2 separate regions of the Mus musculus genome follow, and region 2 is linked to region 1. A link is a contact called in public Hi-C data. All regions are on one chromosome and are shown on one strand. The core of a region is the stretch at or near the end of the contact, and the rest is flanking DNA. Distances in the headings are between cores, read along the strand shown.

The links. Hi-C and Micro-C count contacts between places; a contact is called where the count stands out from the background.
Region 2: a Hi-C map of cortical neurons shows a contact between it and region 1, with 2.5 times the contacts expected there. The contact joins two enhancer-like sites. A contact is called at or near these places in 7 of 484 Hi-C or Micro-C datasets (Sertoli cells, cortical neurons, embryonic stem cells and 2 more) and 1 of 115 datasets of contacts at active chromatin or transcription factors (large pre-B cells).

Annotation. Positions count from the first base shown.
Region 1 is chr15:72,202,381-72,208,493 of GRCm38.p6, reverse strand. No RefSeq gene overlaps it. Among named protein-coding and RNA genes, the nearest start is that of Gm23217, 50 kb to the left of the region's middle. Within about 2 kb of position 2,328, at least 21 of the 459 cell types and tissues checked have an H3K27ac peak or open chromatin away from gene starts, as enhancers often do. A contact at or near this core is called in cortical neurons, where this site is marked.
Region 2 is chr15:72,380,819-72,386,946 of GRCm38.p6, reverse strand. No RefSeq gene overlaps it. Among named protein-coding and RNA genes, the nearest start is that of Gm24390, 110 kb to the left of the region's middle. Within about 2 kb of position 4,121, at least 9 of the 459 cell types and tissues checked have an H3K27ac peak or open chromatin away from gene starts, as enhancers often do. A contact at or near this core is called in cortical neurons, where this site is marked.

The DNA.
Region 1 (6,113 bases), core at 1,079-3,578:
TTTCAGTACATAATTGCTGGTACTTTTCGGCCCAGGCCCCACTGCTGTTTTCCCTTGCACTTTGGTAATCTCTTCAAAGCCAGGTTTAAACCCAAGCTCTATGGAGTCTTCTCAGTTGATGATTTGGGGTGAGTCACTCTTCACTCTGGGCCTCTGCCAAATTTCCAATTTCCTCAACTTGGAGGGGAGGGCACTTTGTGCTTCATCTTTACCCAGATGAACAAATGATCTCTCCACCCCCAGCTCAGCCACGCTATGGCCTCATTGATTGGTCTTGTCCACCCTCAGCCCAGGCAGGGAGGTGGCAGGCAGCGATGACTCATCACAAGAGGGGACTTGTAATGAGCTCCTTTGCTGGACGTCACTCCAGCCCTGTTGCTATGCACTGGAGAAATTCACCAGGATGACATCTGACACCTAAAGGAATTGTTACGATTTTGGTTTTCTGTTAACAACCTGTATTTTGCTAATTATGGATGTTATTGTCCTATGTTAAACCAACACAAGGTATGAAGATGCATGATCTCTAATTCCTCCACCAATGCTCTGAAGGCATTCATGTGACTGCCTTTCAAGGACCAGGATATTGCAGATTAGAAAGTTGGCAGAGAGCCGTGTTGCTTTCTGTGGTCTGTACTGTCACCGGAGACTATGCTAAGGTCCGTGGTATGTGCTGATACTGGAGACCATGTGCAAGTCTTCGATCTGTGTTTCCATTTATGGTAAAGGGCAAGGAAGTTACTTTTACCATGGTACTGATGACTGTAGACTCAGGTAAAAGAAGGCCTATATGACAACTCCATACACTCTCAAAGGTAACAGCCTAAACAGAAAGCAATCAAAAAGAACTTTTTGTGATTAAGATGCTAAAGTGAGGCTCTTCACAATTAATGACTCTGGTATGGGGTGTGTGGGGAAGGAAATGGTTTTCTTTAAGACTCTGGCCACTGGGAGTTTGATCAGGCCCCGTGAGTATCTGACAATATAAATTGGATTTCTTTTTTCCTTCTTTCTTGGGGGTGGAGGGTGTCACAGGGGTAGAGGGGCAACAGACTGGGATATGGATATGATGGGATGCATGATGAGAAATTCTCAATAATCTATAAAAATATTATAAAAAGAGAGAGTAGAGATTTGTGGATGTGCCTCAGCACAGCCTACACAGCAAAGCAGGTGATTGCTGTTAAAGTAAGAGTGAGCCAGAAAGCCCACTGAGTCGCGTTATTGCTTTCCAAGTGAAAATGAACCTAAGATTTAGAGAAAGGGAGCAACAAGTCCAATCTCAAGGTGAGACAGCAGGGTGAGGATTCGGTCTTCCAGCTCACTCCAGAGACAAAGTGCAGTATAGAGTCTCCTGCTAGGGTCTTCATTTTCTCTCCAGAAATATGTGCTCAGGGTCCCCAAGAAGCTAGCCCCTCTGTGTTTAGCATTCACAGTCACAGGAATCCCAGGGGAAATCTGACTCAACATTTTGATGCAGACAAGATCACACTTCTCCAAAGTCCCCTGCAATCTAAGCTGGGGAACCAGTAGAGAAGAGATCGTAGGTCTAGATCGAGCTGGTGAGAAGGGTCTGCCTTTTCACGCTTTATTATTATTATTATTATTATTATTATTATTTTAAGCATGACATTTTCAGTCAGCCTATGAGTTTTGACCAATTTCCTTTTTCTCATTGGACACCAGTTAGAGTTACTTTCTATCCTCAGTAATTCCAGCCTGACCCTGGTGTGAGACTTGCATATTCAGAGACTTGCAGGATACAGGAGGTGAATATCTGAAGCATATCATGAGTATATCAGCCAGACTTGTAATTTCCATGGACTGACTGTAGACTCAGCAAGCAGCAGGTGTCTAGGTTCTGCAGCAAGATCAGTCTTGACAACAGTGCTGGCTTCTCATTCAGGTTCAAAGCTTCCTTATTTGGAAGGCCACAAGACAGAAGTATGATTGGCACCAGTGTGAATGTAGAAAAGATGGAAAGCCCAAGGCAGAGCACGCAGCAAGCCCACTGTCATGGTGGCTCTGGCTGACGTTGCTCTAGTGATTTCACTGTTCAACCTCAGAAGGATGTTTAAAGCTTGGTTATAAAAAAAATCTCAGGTGGACGCTGGGGTCATCTGTTTGATGGGTGGCTGAGTCACTCTGCTGAAGAGCACAGCGGAGGGCGGGTTCTGATGGACTATAAAACCTGTGAGTGGGAAGAGACGTGGGCTGGTTTTGTTTTTCTAAATTGCGCTGTTTCCACCAAGTTCTGTTTCCATGAATCCGAAGAGGCTTTTTCAGAGCCGGGCTTGGAGGCAGCTGCAGAACCAAGCAGCCATCTCTTTCTGGCCACACAGTGCCCTCTGGTGGCCGAGAGCCTGTGCATTGGCGGCTCCTGCATAGAGGGGATGCAGGCCAGCTTTCTAAGGCTCTCTGGGCTATTTTGCTTCTTAGTAGGGGAGCTCTGGGAGAAAAGAGCAAGGGCACAGAAAACACAGAGCAGGATAGAGCAGTGTTGCTGACTTGGGCGATTAGCTGCAGTTCCTTGCCTTTTCTCAGTTCCCTGTTAAAGTAGGTGAATGGCTGAAGTACCTCTAGAATTGTCTGATACATCTGCATTTTAAGCAACCGTTCTCTGCTACATGAATTTCCTAGAACTGAAAAAAAAGATTGTGGTTATTGTTCTTTTCATAGGTGTTAGCTAGCTGCTAAAAGTGGAAGCTCACAGATCTCTACCATCTCTGCTTTATTCCCTAGCTCAAAAGACCCAGAGCGGGGAAACAGCAAAGCAAGAAAATAATGATTTCAGTTGCTGCACTGACATTGAACGTTTAAAATTTTAAGACCTTTGAGTTGATGCACAGTAATTGTGCATATTATGGGGTATTGTGTGATGTTTTATACATGTGGGCAGAGTCTAATAAATCAGGGTAATTAGCATATCCGCCTCTAGCAGTTATCATTTCTTTGTGGAGAGAACATTAAACATTTTTTCTCGTTTGAGCTATTTTGTATTCCTCTAAACTAGTCATGCAGCGTTCTCATTACTATTCCAGGCTTGCTCTGTGGAGAGCCACGGAGTTAATAGTTCCAATAACCACACCCAATCCACAGGGCACATCAAGGACTGAATCACATAAGCAGAGTCCTCAGGGGAAAACAGGAAACTGTTGAGGTCCCGTTTACCTCAAAAGGATAGCTAGGAAAGGATACTGAGGGCGACAGTCTGATGGTACTGTACAATGCCAAGTTATTTTAAGCAAATAATGCACACAAGCATCTAGAAGTAATAAAACCACAGGCAGAAATTATTAAGGAGTTTTCAAAGAACACAAGAGATGAAAGTAGGGTAGTGGTTAGTAGACCTACCAGCCAGATGGACAATTAAGCAGCTATTTAAAATTAGAATAGGAGGCATGATGGTGGAGACAGGCAATTGTAAGACAAACCCATGGGCAGAGTGCAAAGTGGCAGGCACTCATACCTAAAGAGGATGCGCACATCACCGACAGTACCAATTTATAAAGATGACATTGAATTAGGACTGTCCTGTCTTATGCTGACACAAAAATGAAGATTTCTTTTATAAAGATCTCTACACAGTTTAAGGTTTATCTTTCTCTGTATTAAAATGCAAAGGCTCAAGCTTATTCCCGGCTGTGCAATATGAAATCAAGGTGAGGCATAGCTTCAGAAGGCCTATTTTGAGGGGCAGTTGTTTGTGCTCAGGCCTGAACTGGTGACAGAGCTCCTGAAGATTAATAGTTAGGGAAGTTTTAGCAGTCACTGGAGATGAAGTATCCAGGGTATTAGGGGGGGTTGTGCCTGCTAAGTACATAGACTTGCTGTATCCATCTTGCTGTTGGCCCAACTAACCCTTTTGAACAGCGTCCCAACAGCACCCACCCAAAAAGCGCCCCATGAGGATTATGTAGGCTAAAGGTTTAGAAAAAAAAATTGGGAAAGTTCATAGAGCCAGCTGCTTAATATCACTCCCATCATGGTAGTTGCTTTCATGCAAGAGGCTACAAGATGTCCCACAAAATTTGAATTTTAGAATAGGAGTTCTCTGTGGCTCCCTGGGAAGATGAGAGGCAAACATGGAACTGGAGAACAGAGATTTAAAAGAAAAAAAAAGCAACAAATTCTCCACCCATATTTGAGGGTGGGTGCTGGTTTTACCAACAAACCAGGGTTGTTGTTTTTTTCCCTCCAGCATCTCTACCCTAGGCACATGACAGTAAATATGACATTACACAGTCTTTATATTTTCATTTCACACCCATGACACTGAAAAGAAGAATCCAGCAAGCAAATGAACATAGCCTTCTGAGTCCGCCGACTGGGCAACAAACAGTACCAGAAACTGCATAGCCATGAGTCTGTTGTCTTTTATCTTTTGTTTCACTCTTCACCAGGCCCATAAAGCTAGCAGAGGACGAGTGGGCTGAAGAACCTCTGAGTGGAAAATGTAGCCAGAGCTGCGCTCTGTCCCCAGAGAGCTTCTTTCCTGTGGGCTCTCAGGATGCTGTAAAGCAGAACAGCAGCATCGCAGTGCAGCTTGCATGGTGTTTGAGTATTCCACGGCTGAGGACAGAGGTTTTAACAGGAAGACATATAAATGGCTCACCAAGCAAATGAGAAAAACAGTAGGGGAAAGGCCATGCAAGGCCCAAATCAGCTAATGCTGTGTAGGCAATAGATACTGTCAATCAACTGAGGACATATGCCCCTGTCCCTCAGATCTCAGACAAGTATGGCTCTGAATACATTTACTCTAATTCAAATGTGATTGCTAATAATGTCAACCTAACAGGATTTGTAATACCCTAAGAGACAAGCCTTTGGGTAGGTCTCCTTTGGGTTTACTGGAGTGGGAAGACCTCCCCTGGATGTGGATCCTACCATCCCATGGCCTGAGATCCCAGACTGGAAAGGGGAAAGTTAGCTAAGTAAGAGAATTCACCTCTCCCTACTTTCTAACTGTAGATATAATGTGCCCTCCTGTCTCTCCCACCTTGTTGGGAATAACCCGTCCCTTGTTTTGGTCAGGTGTTTCACCACTTCAGAGAGAAGAGTGATGATACACCAAGTCCAAAGTGACAGAAGTTTCCTTGTCTGATTCCCAAGTCTCATTCACTATCTCCAAGTCAGAGGAAAGGTGGCAGCATGCTTACCATTTGTGGCTATTGCTGCCAGTGGCCAAGTAAACTTTCAGAAGCTGAAAGGTTCAAGGGTAACACTGGCATCAGCTGTATGGTAGCAACTTGAGAAGCACTGGGCACCCTCTTTGTTTCCATTGCCCACAATGGTCAGAGGTTTACACTTTACTCAGGTGCCTTTATTTCAACTGATGAGGTTGTATCAGAAAAGCAAAAGCCATTTATATTCCAGAAGTAACATGGGTTGCACTGGTATTTATTGAATATGTAGAGTGTGTCAAACTTCTGCAAGATGCTGCGTAGAACAGAGAAAGTAAGTTTGCTCTGTTCAGTAGTTACTATGATAAAACCAAGGCTCGATGTATCAGGTTGAGAAGTGTTTAAGGAGGACGCTACTCTTGCAAAGGACTAGAGTTTAGTTCCTAGCATCCAAACTGTATGGCTTGCACTTACACTTACAGTGATGGCCTCTGTGAAGCTGCCAGTCACTCCAGCTTCACAGGATCTAATAACTCTGTACATTCCTGGACACCAGAACTCACACAAACATATAGTTCCAATACACAGATAAAAATAAAATAATTTTAATGGGAAGAGGATGTAGTTCTGACTCCTGCCTGGCAGGTTCTCTCCTCTGCCACCATGGGTCTAGTGTAGGAAACACAGGGACTGGTGAACTGAAATTCAAAGAATAAAGGGATGTGAAGGCCCCAACATCCTTTGTCTTCTGTGGTACCTGTTTTGTGTCCAAGGCAAGAGCATTTAAATCATTTGCAGGGGAAGGGAATCAAATCCCAGTGGCTTCTGGAAAGAGACTATTGAGCTTTAAATTTACCTTAGGGTTTTTTTTTAATCTTAGCATTGCTAATTTTTGGTACTGGGTAATTCTTCGTTGGGACTGCCCTATGTGCTTCATAGTGTTAAGCAGCATCTCTGGCACCTACCAATGCATTTTTCATGGTATTG
Region 2 (6,128 bases), core at 2,872-5,371, 180 kb before region 1:
GCAGTGTCTTTTGGGCTTGGGCCACTTTGGAACATAGGTGGTTGGTAGATTGGATGGCTTTCTGTAGGAAGTGACAACTCTTTTTTGGGACCATTCCTGACTTGGTCAGCACAGTGCTTCAAAGACACCCCCCCCCCCCGATGATTCTCTATATCTGACCAGCATCGTTCAATTCTGTGCTGGTCTGTGTCCCTGATATGGACAGTATAAAGCCTTTAATTATCCATAAAAAATGTATTTAAAGACCCCAAGGTGTCTGAAGTCTGAGATAATACCAATTCCTGTATCTCTCAATGTATTTTCTTCTTATACATAAACACTTATGGTAAAGTTTTAATTTACAAATTAGCCAGAGTAAGGATAAATGGCAATAGCTAATCGTAAAGTAGAATAATTATAATAATATATGGTAAGATAAGTCATGGGTGTAGTTATCTTTATTTGTCTCAGTAAAAGCTTATTGTACTTTCACCCTATCTATTAAAGGAAGAATTTAACAGCTTCTCTTTGGCACATCTGAAATGCAAGCATGACTATGGTGATTTGAGATCATTATTAAGTAAAGTATCAGATGCTTAAACATAAGCACTGTAATTCCATGATAGCTGATCTGATACCTGAACTGGCTGTTTAGTAGCCAGTATGTAGCATATACCAAGTAAATACACTGGACAGAGAGAGAAGTTACATTATACCATAAGCTTTTATGCCACTATTAGGGATGCTACGCTTGTCACTTAAGGTTGTCAGAATATCATTGCTTATGAATATCTGAAATTGTAGAAAAAAATCTGGAGGGGGAGGGACTTCTGTACAGATACCCTTCACCTTACTGCATTTTATTTTACTACACACTTTGCAGATATTGTAGTTCTGAGAGATTGAAGGTTTATGGTAAGCCTTCCATGTGATAAGCAAGCACATTGGGATCAGTTTTCCAACATCTAGATAACCAAGAGTCTTTTAATAATAAAGTATGTGTACACATGTGCATATGCACGTGTGCATGTAGTGTCTGCATGTGTGTGGTGTATGACTGTGTGTGGGTGTGCATGCATAGCAGCCAGAGGAGGAAACTGGATGTCTTATCACTTTTCATCCTATTCCCTTGAGACAGGGTCTCTTATCCAACACCAAGTTTCTCATTTTGTCTAGGAAAGGTGACTGGCTATCGAGCTCCTGAGATCTGTCTGCCCCCACTAGTCAATGCTGAGTTGTAGTCATGCATCACTTATCACATGGGTTCTGGTTATTTGAACTTATGTCTGCCTACTTTCACAGAAACCACTGGGTCAACTCCTCAGCCCATTAAATTATTTTTAAAATTGAGGTAGGTTAGTTGTTTTTAGGCAAACAGTCCACTTATATTACTATAGAGTGTAGGCAAATCCTTCATATATATTAAGAAATCAAAGGGGCTGGAGAGATGGCTCAGGGGTTAAGAGTTCTCTCTGACTGTTCTCCCAGAGGTCCTGAGTTCCATTCCCAGCAACCACATGGTGGCTCACAACTATCTGTAATGGAATCAGATGCCCTATTCTGGTATGTCTGAAGATAGCTACAGTGTAATCATAGATATAAAATAAATAAATAATTCTTTAAGAAAATCATAAAGGTTATAGGATTCACTCTACTGTGGCCTTTGGTTTGCTGCAGTGGCTTAGAACTAAAGGCACAGTATTTCCAAGATCTGCCTGTAGTTTCCAATAAGGCAGAGCTTGAACAGTGTTCTTAACACACATAAATATTTACCAATTGATATCAGTTTAAAAATCCATTTGCTTAATACAAGTGCATTATGTTAAGAGAATAACATACATTTGTTAGATTTGAACTATCCTATGTGGTGGCCTGAATTAAGGTTCCCAGAGATATCCATGCCCCAGTCTCCAAAACATGTGACTCTTACAGTTGATGGCCCAGCATCTTTGTAGCTGTGATCATGCTAAGAATATTGAGATATAGGGGATGTGTAACCTGGACATTCTGGGGTTTAGTTCACTCACAAGGTCATGGAGGAGATACAACAATGAGTTAAGAATTGTCAGAGTGGTAGCAGGGATCACCATCTGAGGCACACAGGATGCCATAAGGACCTGGGAAAGACATCCAGAGTTGGAAACTCTCAAGAGTCCACAGAAGTGAAAAATCTTTTGTTTCATCAATTTGATCTTTAAGATCCATTTCTGCATGGGCAAGATTGTTCAGTGGGTAAAGATGCTTGCCACCAAGCCCAACAACCTGAGTTCCATTTCTGGACCCAATAAGGAAGAACCAAGAACTTGGTCCTGAAGTTGTCCTTCGACTTCCAAAAGTGCTCTGCGCGCACACACACATAAACAAATAAATTAAAAAATAAATAAATGAAAGGTTGCATTTCAGGTTTCCAACCTCCAGAACCACAAGAGGTACACCATTTGGGATACATGTTCACAGCAGCCAGGGAATTGGTATGGGCTGGATAACTGTGTGGGTGTTATATCCCATCCTAGTTACCTTTCATGTCCACTGCCAAAGCCATTTAATTTGTTCCTGGTGTTCTTTCCACTCACCTCCCTCTGTATTAGAGGAGACTTTACTCTTCACCTCTGCTCACAGTGCCCTCTCTTCTGGGCCCCAGGAATGTGTGCTGTGTCCACCATGCTCTGCTGTATGCTGTAACTCATGGTGGTTTGTCCTCAATTAGAGAGAATGCCTTTGCTTCTGTTTTTAGTCAGGCTAAGTTGTGCTGACAAGCTTAAGTTTCTGTATCCTTCATTGTATGATAGCTGCTTGAACACTTCATAATGCTTATAATGTCCGATGAAGGAAAAGCTTGGCCTAGGGTCTCCCAGTCTTACAACAGCTTCCTGGGGGTGTGGGGGAGTAGGGTGGGAGATGGATGTTGCACTTTGAGGACTGTTTCCACCATTCGAAGAATGGGAAAGAAAGCGTATATGAATGACCTATCCAAATGGTAATGGTTCATCTGAGTGCCTGGATTTCTTCTGTTATGTGTTATTTGGCATGTAGTAGGTAGAGTCTGGAGTAACATCATCATTGAATACCTTGGACATCAAGTCTCTAATATGTCTTTGTGTGAGAGGAAGTTTCCCAGTTCACCATGGTGGGAATCAGGTGCATGCCCAGTGGCTTTCCTGGGAACAATCCCTGTTCCTCGGCTGCTCTTTGGGCTTTTCTCACTGCTAATTTATCTTGCATGGCTTCACCATAGTAACAGAGCTTCCAGTAGCAGTATGAGCTGAGTTATACCACAGAATTGCCTTGTGGGGGAAGACATATACCTCTGTTAAGTGCTCATCACAACCTCTAGGGAGACTATTTAGGGCATTAACCAGCATAGCCTGCACAAAGGCACACTGGGTCCTAATTTAGTTCTAGCAGAGAAACATTTTCAACTCTTACAGGGACAGGAGTGGATCTCTGGGGGCACTGTAATTGGAGATGATCAGTTGAGGTGTTCTGTGTTTGAGCTCTTCTTGTGTACTCAGGAGATGGATCAACCTGAGAAGGAGGGAGGGAGAGAGGGAGGGAGGGAGGGAGGGAGGGGGAGAGAGAGAGAGGGAGAGAGAGAGAGAGAGAGAGAGAGAGAGAGAGAGAGAGAGAGAGATCTCATTCCAGCCATTATGTGCTAAACAAGGCATATGTGTTCATGCTTACATGGCTCTTCCGCCCCCAGATGAGTCTCTCTGTCTTTCATTTCTGCTGACAGGGGTGGGTGGGGCCGGGCAGGGCTTGACTGTCTTCCTCATTTTTAGACCCAATTTCCATTTCCACAAAACCTCGAGGTTTTGGTCAAGGTTCAATTTAGGGAATTCATTGGCTACCTACTAGTAAAGGATCAAGTCTTTCTGCAAAGCTCACAATTCTTTTATTTATTTATTTATTTATTTATTTGGTATTTTCTTCATTTTTTTTGAGCTCACAATTCTTAGGGGTGAAGTTGTGAGGATTATGGGGAGCATGGAGATCTGGGAAGCTGGTGATGTTGGCATGCAGGTATATCAGAGGATCCTTGATTCACAATCGTCTCCTTAGCAAAATAATTTAATATCGCATTGAAGGCATTAAAAGCTTATGGGAGTGTGAGCACAGACATGCAATGTTTGGCTCATTTTAGATGAAAGCGGATGGATTTTTTGCATCTGTTCTTTGCAACTCATTATCCTATCCCCCACAAGTTCAACAAATTAAATCCTGGCTTGTTTCCATCTCATTAGGGATCAATTTGCATGAATTATAGGTTTGCATTATTCAGAATTCGTGTTTAATTACAAGAGTTGCATCAAGAAAAGAAAATGAGAAGCGGCAGAAGTAGCCCTCCACTGTCATGCTCTGTACACTGCTTCCAATGTCGCCTTTAATAGCCAAGATGGAAAATACCTTAGGCATAAAAGTTGGTTTGTGAGGCTAGGGAGATGGCTCCATCAGTGAAATGCTTGCTGTGTGCACATGAAGACATGGGTTCGGGTTTCCAGCATCCATGGAAAAAACATAGCTCTGTGGTGTGCACTTGTAATCCTGGAGTTGAGGAGGTAGAAGTCAGGAGGGTCCCTTGAGTTTGAGGGGTAGCTGAAGATGTGAGCTCTAGGTTCAGGGAGAGACATTATTTCAGGAATTAGAGTGAAGAATGATCGAGGAAGACCCATTGTTGACCTCTGGACTCCACATTCATGTGTACACACCTGCCCATGTACGTACAAAACCCACCCCCCTCTGTCTCTCTGTCTGTTTCTGTCTTTCTGTCTCTCTGTCTCTCTCTGTGTCTCTCTCTGTCTCTGTCTCTGTCTCTCTCTCTCTCACACACACACACACACACACACACACACACACACGATTAAAGCACTTTGGCTGAGTTCTTGGCCTTTTTCTCCGTGATGCACCCTTCCAACTTCTTTCTGCATCATTGGATGATTTCTACCTTTGGGGCCTAGTTAGCTGCCTCAATCTCCAGTGTGAAAAGGAAGTCAGTGGGAAACAGAGGGTCACTTCCCAGTTTTCCAGCTGTCTGGCTCTGCTTCCGCTCTGTGCCAAATGCTGCTCTAGTCCATTTTATATCCACAATGAGACCACAAAGCACAGCGTGTGAGCACAGCGTGTGAGACCTGGGTTGAGACTGCAGTGATTTCCCCAAACCCCCTGACATGGCAACTGAAGTGACCTGACTGAACCCATGTCTGTCCACCTGGAACAAAACCTTTGATCCTGGTTGTGTACACCTCATCCCTGGCCAGTTAGCCCCACCCTATTCTGTCTTACAGTACCTTGATTCTTTTTCCTTGTCTCCTTTATCCCAATATGGATCACTCTTTCTTTCCAGACTTTTCCTCATCAGTGAGGGGGATGTTAATCATCTATCCTGTGTTGTGAGCCTTCTGTGAAGTCACTCTTGATGAACTTACTGCTGAGCCAAGTTTCTTCTTTTACTGTCCATGCAACCAAAACCAAGGGAGGAGAAAGTGAGCGCCTAGGCTCACACAGCGGCACGGGCTCCAGCTCGGGAGCGTCACTCACAGAGTTGGCTCCTCAGTCGTCTTTCCTGTCTCGTTTCTCACGTTGACCTGTATAGATGACAGCCAGATGCTTCCTACTCCAGATGATGTCCACAGAGGGACAAGGAGGGACCCTCAAGAGATCTCAAGTGCCATTATTTGGCTGTAATATCAAATGCAACCATCTGGACATGGCTCTAAACCAGGCAAGCTTGGTGTCTGTATTGCCTTATTAACATAATGAAGTGCCTGGTACCTCATGTCCCACATTCCTCCCCTTATTGTTTTAAAAACATTTTGTTCTTTTCAGTTCGAATGAATCTATTTTCTTATGGGATTAAAAAAATTGTCAAGAATGAAACCAACACAGAGTTTTTTTTTAATTTATTTTTTATTAGGTATTTTCCTCGTTTACATTTTCAATGCTATCCCAAAAGTCCCCCATACCCACCCACCCCCAACCCCCTACCCACCCACTCCCCCTTTTTGGCCCTGGGGTTCCCCTGTACTGGGGCATATGAAGTTTGCAAGTCCAATGGGCCTCTCTTTGCAGTGATGGCCGACTAGGCCATCTTTTGATACATATGCAGCTAGAGACAAGAGCTCCGGGGTACTGGTTAGTTCATATTGTTGTTC